Linked DNA regions of Mus musculus: region 1 is linked to region 2. The links are chromatin contacts, called in public Hi-C maps. All regions are on one chromosome and are shown on one strand. Each heading gives the region's core, a stretch centred on a gene start, on an enhancer-like site or on the middle of the called end of the contact. The rest is flanking DNA. Distances are from core to core; before and after follow the strand shown.

Region 1 (4,451 bases), core at 1,316-3,815, 710 kb after region 2:
TTATCAACCTGAGAATCATTGGAGGAAGTTCCCTTACTCCTGAATCAGTACTGAAGCCATCTGTAACATTTAAACTGAGTGATCTGGAGGCCTTTTATAACGTAATCACTTTGTGTAATAGCCCTGAAGTAAGACCTAATGTAAGGCAGATAATAGATAGTGGCACTGGAGACCAGGTTTTACATAGTGGAGATGAGGCATTGTTGAACAAAAGGGAAATGAATTTGCAAAACCCTCTAAAGCATTGAGCACTGTACCTCTGCTTGAAGAAGCTACAGAAACACAATACTGACCACCAACTATCTCTAAGCCACTGCAGATGTGAGAATTGACATATTTTAGTTGAAATACCTTTTTGGACTACAGACTAATGTGAATACTCGCCTATTTCTACCTGAGTTACAGCAAATGTTCTGAGAACTTATTGAGGTCCACCAAATAAATCCCACTTGAGATATTGTAAAAAAAATAAAAAGAAAAAAGAAAAAAACAATTGTCTAAAACTCTAAGATCTGACAACCTAACCCAGACATGTGTGAAGGCAAAAACATACCAATGTGCATAAAATAAAAACAATAAAATATATTGGGGCCTGGTGAGATGGCTCAGAGATTAAGAGCACTGACTGCTCCTTCCAGAGATCATGAGTGCAAATCCCAGCAACCACATGGTGGCTCACAACCATCCATAATGAGAAACAACAACAGATGTTCCTATATAGTGTCCTTATGGCACTGCTTCCTGGCATTTGCTGTCGTTTACAATGATTCCTGGGAAAGAATACTTATGGTTTTTTTTCTTTTGATTTAAAATGTTTACCTTTAAATGACCGTAAGTTTCAATATTTGTTACAACTGACTGTTAATAGTTGTCTACAATTCTAAGATCTCACAACCTAATCCAGACTTATGTGCAGGCAAAAACATACTAATGCCCATAAAATAAAAGCAATAAAATATATTGGGGCCTGGAGGGATGGCTCACTGATTAAGAGCACTTCCAGAGGTCCTGAGTTCAATTCCCAACAACCACACGTTGGCTCACAACCATTTGTAAGGGTTGAAGTATATACCGAAAATGACACTTGTTACAAAAGGAAATGGAATGTGGGCGTTATGGTAAGAAAAGTGTCCTATTTACCAAAGAAATTGACAGTGACTAGATTTGGCTACAGGATACACAGTGGCGTGTTATTAAAGCAGAAGTGAGTTCATGAGGGCTGGGACTTGTGAGTTAGAGAGACAAGAGGAGACACAAGAGTGCACACACTCGGGACAGCCACCACAAAACTCAGCAGGAGGAGACACATCCAGACTTACAAGTTTCTCAGGCTTTTCCATTTACTGTGCCGTGAAGCCCTAATGAGAAACTGGACTTCAGCACTCTCATCCTCCAAATATAAACACACAAATCTGGACACGGCTGGTGTTCGCCCTCCCGGCGAAGAAGCAGAACCCCTGAAAACCGGAGCCAAGCTCTGGAACAATGGAGTGATCACTATGTGGGCCTCTTGGGGCCTTCACCTGTGCTTGTGTTAGCAAACCCCAAGATCAAGACAATCATTCCTTGAGTTCCAGCCTCTGTGAGCATCACCCCTCCAAACACACTGTGTTCTGTCTGGAGGCGAAAATGTAAACACAGCAAAGGTCACAGAATCTAAATTAGTTAATGAACACCACTGGGAATTACAAATGGTTAGGCCTTCTCGGCTCTCAAGCTGCTTATCATCAGCTAAAGGAGTAATCTGAGACACCCACCAAAGGAGCCAGTTGGTGCGCATGCTCGCTCTGGATTAGAAGGTAAGGTAACTGAAATGAGCACTTTTAGTATGAGTAAGAGTGCTGAGGGGCAGAGGCCAGCCAATGGCATGACTCTGAAGAAGAAGAAGAGGGGGGAGGAAGAGGCCAAAGGACACGAACATGCTGGAAGATGGCGGGGTCTCAATGCAGAATCTCTGGGAAACAACCAGGAAGCCAGGGCTGGTTCTGAAAGCAGGGGTTTTCACTAGGAACCTACAGATACCAGGAACAGGAAGACAGCTTGCTCTCTTACAGTCCCCAGTGACAGCCCTGCCAAAACTCAGCCTGCACCTGTCTACCACTCAGTAGACAGTTGAGGATACCAGCTGGAAGGAGCCTGAGCACCCAGACACAAGATTCCTGGGCTGGTAACTCATTTTAAAATGTCTGCCAAACTACAGTTCTCACACACACACAAAAAAATGCATAGCCTCGGGACATCTCTGGCTCCTCTCCCGGAGCGCTCTAGCTGAAGCCAAAGAGAAGTCCAACTTCTCCAGGGAATCCACAAGTTCAGAAAGGAACCCTTCCAGAAAGGAACGAAGGCAGATTCTCCAGCCCAGTAACGCCAGAGACTTACTGTTTCTGCCCCTTATGGCAGTACAAGTTAAAGTTCACAGCCTACCATTTCTGCATCTTACAACATCTCAAGTCGGGAACTTGGGAAAGGATTAGCTGGCTGATTCTGCTTCCTGTGGCACTGACTGAAAAGCGGCTGGCAGCTGGGCTGTGCATAGCCGAAGCTTTCGTAGGGAGAGAGTTAGGGACACTCAGAGTGTACAACCCTGTCCTCCTAAGCTTGGTGAGTGCATGGAAGCCACACTTTGGTTTGGTTTGCAGCAGCTCACTCTGAGAGATCAAGGTGCAAGCTGCCAATCCTCTCAGTGGGTCAGCTGGTTCACCCACCCGGCGACATGTAATGAGCTCCCCACCCCATCCTGGAAGACACAGACCTCGGCTTAAAAAATGCCAGTAAAAAAAAATGTTAGGAGAAAGAGACAATAAGAACATGCAAATTATACAGATTCAGTCTCCATGGGAATCGCAGAAAAACAGATGGATTGGCGCATACTGAGTGCAGCTGAAGCAACAACAGCCAGATGCTGCAGGAAGAGGAAGCTGTTCTCATGGGTAACTCAGTCCTCAGTTAATACACGCACGTGTGCATGCGCGTGGGCAGACACACACACACACACACACACACACACACACATGTGCACGGAGTAGTGAAGTCATGGGAAATTATGTATAATAAAATCTGAGAAAAGTTATATGTGTGTGTGTCTATGTATCAAAGTTATGTTCTAGACTCAGGTAGTTATACTCTGGTTTTTAATGGCACAATATCTTGTGAGAACTTGAAGCTGAATGGAATTTGGGCAATTCTTTGCTTTATGGGACTGCTTTCTCTGTTTCATACCCTAGCTGTTCCTAAGGGGACCGTAGCATACTCTACTGGCAACGTCTCAGGACCTACAGCTGGATGACACATGGACCTACCTATCCCCAAAACTTAGAATCCGACTCAGAGACACCATATGCTGTGGGGACTGAAAGCCTGTACCCAGCCCCAACAATTCTGTCACTTGTTCCTTTTCTGTTGCTCTTGTCTGCAGAGGCAGCCCTCCATCTGAGGGTGACCTTGAATTCTTGATGCTTTTGCCTGTATCTCTCCGAGCAGCTGTGATCAGTGTCTGCCATGACACCTGATAAGCCTCATCACTATTTGTACCAAACTTAGATTATAAATAAGATTTCAGAATCCGCAGTTCTGAATATGATTAGCACGAAGACATAAAACTATTATTTTTATGGATGACTGTCTACATAAAAAACTTGAATGAATCTAAAGATAAATGATCAAAAGAAGAGAATTAAACAAATCCCTTGAAGCCCCATATTTTAAAAGCTACACTTTTCTGCACACTGCTACAAAGGATTACGGTTTACTTTGAAATTAAGTCAGCAATAAAAAAGAACCCAGGAATGAATCCAACAGAAAAACAAGACTCTTGAGGTTGAAATTATAAAACATTATTGGAATTACTTAAAAACATGTAAATTATGACAAGTTTATGACAAACTCAATAATATCTGAACGTTAACGCAAACCAAATGGGCATCAAGTCAGTATGGATTAAATCAAGATGCAAAGAAGTTTCTGAGAAACCTCATTCTAGAATTTACACGGAAGAAAAAGTCCTAAATATAACTAAGATCTTTCTAAAATAGAATACATCTGAAAAGGACTTGCACTCGCCAGTAAGGAAAATGCACACAATGAAAACCCAAACCTTAGATCTTAAAAAGAAACAAAGATTTCTTACATAAGACACAGAAGGGCTGACTGCCAAAGAATGTACTAATAAATATGGTCATACTGAAATTAAGAAACACCGCCCAACAGGGCTGGACAGATAGATGGCTTGGTGATTAAGAGCACTTGCTGCTCTTGTAAAAGACCTGGATTCGATTCCCAGCACCCACATGGTGAATCATTTCCATTTTTAATTCTAATTCCAAGGAGTCTGCTGTCCTCTTCTGACCTCCGAGGGCACCAGGTACGCATGTGGTACACAGACACGAATCCAGCAACACACTCATACATATAGTAAAAAACCAGATATTTAAAAAAGAAAATATCAAAAAAAA
Region 2 (4,062 bases), core at 1,442-3,941:
TACTGCACCCTGTTTCTGCTTCTGTATCTGAAGCTAATTTAGTATAGAAACTAAAGCTAAGCCTTAAAGTTCCAAATGTTCTGGTCATCTACTTACAAGGAAAACCACCTGCTACCTTGAGAAGTCCAAGGGCTCAAGTGTTTGAATTAGCATAGGCCCTGTCGCACTTCTTAAACATCACACACTGTCCCACAGAGGACAGCATCCAGAGCAAACTTCCCAAAACACAACCCCTTCCTTGTCCTCTCATCAAGAGCTTCCAATGACCAAGGTCAGCAGATGCTGGGGTCCCAAGTTCATGGGTGCCCTTCCTGTCTAATTCATCTGATTTGTGTAACCAATCAATACCTATCTGTAAGGGTGGGTGGGGTGTAGTGAGCTTCTGTGTGACCTACTATTCTTTAAGAATGAAGCCAGTTATGAAATGAAAGCCTTCTCCACAGCCCTGAGCTTTCCCACAATCCTGTAGGCCCTCAGACAGCCCCCACCCCTAGGCCTTTATCTCCCTGAGAGGAGTTCTACGTTTCCATTCACAGACCCTAAGCTTGGGTGCAGGCAGAATAGACTGACATTCCCAAACTTACAGTCATTAGCTTGATTCTTCTTCTGTATATCATATCAGAAAATCTCTCTTCCCCACCTTCCTATGGGATTAGTTCAATTTTAACCAAACTAAGTATTTCCCACCATTTGGGGGCTGGAGAGATGGCTCCATGGTTAAAAGCATTGATTGTTCTTCCTGAGGACCCAGATTCTATTACAGCATCATGGGACAGCTCAAAACCTGGGCTACTCCAGTTCCAGGGGATCCAGCACTTTACCTCCATGGGTACTGTAGACATGTTCACGGACATACATGCAGGCAGAACATCCACACACATAAAACAAAAATAAGTAAATCAAAAAAAAAGTGAGGACGTAAGCTAGGGTCTCTACTACCCACATGAAAAGGTGGGTACTTCAGCACATGTCTGTTACCTTAGCACTGGAAGGTAGAGAAAGTAAGATCCGTGGGACAATCTAACGGAATCCATGAGCTCCATGCTCAATCAGAGACAGTCACAAAAGCTAAGATGGCAAGTGAAAGAGAACGATGTCTGTCCTCCATCTAGCACACATAGGCTCATGAATGTCCTGCTACATATGTGCACATGCATAAGAATACACACACACACACACACACACACACACACACACACACACACCAAGCACAAAGCCCCATATCAAGCTGTCAATGTCTTTACTCCCTAGATTTTGGAGTCCCAGAAATGATACTAGGTAGCTCGTTTCTTTTTCTTTCCAATATAATATTAATGATGATGATGATGATGATGATGAAGTTGATGTGTGACTTAAAATTCAGATATAAAATGCAGCTTTATAGTTCACACAAAGTTGGGGGGCACAGGTCTCTGGCAAATCCTCTCTCTCAGTACTGTGTTTAGCATAAGTATACCCTACAGCACAGGCCCCCTGACAGAGAAAACGGGGATCTTTCAAGCTTAAGATCGGGTAATAAAATGCAGAACCTAATTTAATTTTTTTTGAGCACCTTGAGCACATGTCTTGGAAAGAGATGCTGCATCTTTCTCATCTCCTGTCAAGTACTGTTCCCCTGACACTGTAAAGCGCTTCTAAGAAACTGGGCTTTAAATGCAGAGGAAGGAGAAGAGCTGGCACCAAGACTGAGCATCACTTTGGACCAGATGCCCATTCCTTCCAGCCAGCTGTTACGACAGGAACTGTCACTGCTTCACTCGAGGAGAAGCAAAGAAGTAACCAAAGTTACTCAACCAACCAGGACAGGCAGCAGTGTTAAGATTTAAAAGCAGCTTCCTTTCACCATGGTAATGTGCTGCCTAGTAACATAAAGCAATATGTTATTGCTTTACAATATATTGCACACTCAGTCTCCACATCTGAATACTTAAGACTACCAAAACTCAATAGGCTAGAACCCACACACATCAAATAATTCCCATAAGAACACTATAGATCAGATAATTGACACAAGGCAAAGTGCAAGCCTACTTATTACTCGCTGTCCACAAATAAAATACCGTATGTGAAGTACTAAAATCCTTTTCATTTTTCATCTAGCCATACTACTTTTACTAAAAGCTGGGCCTTCAAGTCATCTCCAGCATTTTTAACTCCTTACATAGACTGATATCGACAACACTTAAAAGTAATAGTGCCTTGGTGCCAAAGGCCTTCTTTGGGCGAAACCCAGTCTCCCTCATCCCTACATGGTCTTACATAACTAAACCGTGCCTAAGGAGGATGGACAGCTTCACCAAAGGGCGCAAGAGAAGCCAGGAGAGCAACGGGCTGCATGGGGAACTACGGAATTCTACAACAGCTGAAGTCCCTAGGGACAGCTTGTGGCCTCTACTGAGTGTCTCCTGTTAATAAATTTGCCTACATGCTAGTTTAACTCTACTCTAGAGTCACAAACTACTAGGGAATCAAAAACAAAATAATATTATGACTGAAAATAGGGTATAGGGAAAAAAGATAGATTTATAAAGTCTGAACTTAAGAGAGAAAAAGGTAGATTTATAAAGTCTGATGCTTAAGAGAGGAAATGAAGGTAGCGTATCAAAAATACTGATGGCTGGGAGGAACATAGGGCCAAATCTCTCCAAATGAAAAGAAAACGAAACAGCAAACACTTTGTTCACTAAGTATGAGTGGTCAAAACCACCCGTGTGAAAAGGCAGGTGTCAGCCGTAAAGAAAAAGCTTATCTGCCTGACAGATTACGAGCTCCCCAATCCCAGGGCTCGTGATGCACTCCTGGGGTCAGTTAGAGAAGACAGTATCAACATAGCCTCCGTTGTGCAGGGGACTTAAATGAGATACTAAAGAAACCTTAGTATATGAAGAAAAGGAGGGGGTTCTGCTGTTTACAAATCTAATAGTACAGATCATAGTGCGAACACAAACTCTTTCACTTAATGACTCAAAGGGATGAAGCTTAACATTAATTAACATTAAAGAAATGCTAAGTGAATGACAGAAATCGTAAATGGGAAATTACAGAACCCCGAGGTTCATTAGTAAGACTTACAAGTAACAGTAAGAATGGCAAGAAACTAGATTTTATTTCTAATTCTAGGCCGATTAGGTCATTGAGAACTTGCTAGCGTTCCCTATGCATCTCAGCAGTGGGCTAACTTATAATTTGTGGTTTTGTTTGCTCCTAAATGCACTTAAGCCAATTAATTCATTCAACAAATACTTGTTGAGTCTCTCCTACATGGTTGCTGGAAGTCACAGACACAACAAAAAACTAGACAGACAAGATACCCAGATATCACCAGAGGGAGGGGCTCCTGTGCAATTAGTAGGATGAAAGTGATTCCTGGGCTCCCAGCTGACTGCTTACGGGACCCCAATCCCACAGAGACGGTCTTCAAGCTATCTGCGTCTGTGAGTTTTATGGAAGCAGGTTAAAAATGGCAGAGGGATGCGGCCTGCTTCATTGCCATGTGCACACTCAGAAAGCAGGGACAGCGAGGGAGCACAGTGCCTCCTATCACTGAGTGCTGAAGCGATGAGAACCCTGGCCAGACACAGATGAACAGCAGTCCCCTGCCCTGTCACTTCAATAGCAGCTCTAGGGAACCTACCAATGGGTCAAAGCAAAGATTGGTTTCTACACTTAAAAACCGTTTAACTTTTAAAATTTTACCAAGAAAGAGCGAATACTTGGAGATTTTCTTGTCTCCCCCACCTCCAGCCCCCAAATGCTAGGAGCTTCAAGAAAAGTCACCTCAGGTTCTGGGTGACAAAGGACTTCTGACCCTGTGCTCCAAAGAAAGCCACAGTGTGAGCAGTGGCTTTGGTGTTCTGGTTGCCACTTGAGAAACACAGTGTGACAGTGGGGAAACAAGCACAAATAAGTCTCAGGGAGGGGACAGAGAAGAAGCCAACCACGACAGACAAGCTCGGACAAGGCACCTGGCTTGTCTCTCGCTTTGTTTTCTTTTCACCGATTCTTGGTTCAGTCACCTTGCCACTATGACTTTTCTAACTGCCGGATAAAACTCCAAGGACT

The links. A called contact is a pair of places that touch in the nucleus more often than the background predicts.
Region 1: a contact with region 2 is called in a Hi-C map of pre-B cells, with 4 times the contacts expected there. The contact joins two enhancer-like sites.

What each region holds. Positions count from the first base shown.
Region 1 is chr1:153,306,231-153,310,681 of GRCm38.p6, forward strand. All of the region lies in intron 1 of Lamc1 (laminin, gamma 1), which reads right to left. It also overlaps the pseudogene Gm8818. Among named protein-coding and RNA genes, the nearest start is that of Lamc1, 24 kb to the right of the region's middle. Within about 2 kb of position 2,566, at least 170 of the 459 cell types and tissues checked have an H3K27ac peak or open chromatin away from gene starts, as enhancers often do. A contact at or near this core is called in pre-B cells, where this site is marked.
Region 2 is chr1:152,595,285-152,599,346 of GRCm38.p6, forward strand. All of the region lies in intron 2 of Rgl1 (ral guanine nucleotide dissociation stimulator,-like 1), which reads right to left. Among named protein-coding and RNA genes, the nearest start is that of Rgl1, 28 kb to the right of the region's middle. Within about 2 kb of position 2,692, at least 10 of the 459 cell types and tissues checked have an H3K27ac peak or open chromatin away from gene starts, as enhancers often do. A contact at or near this core is called in pre-B cells, where this site is marked.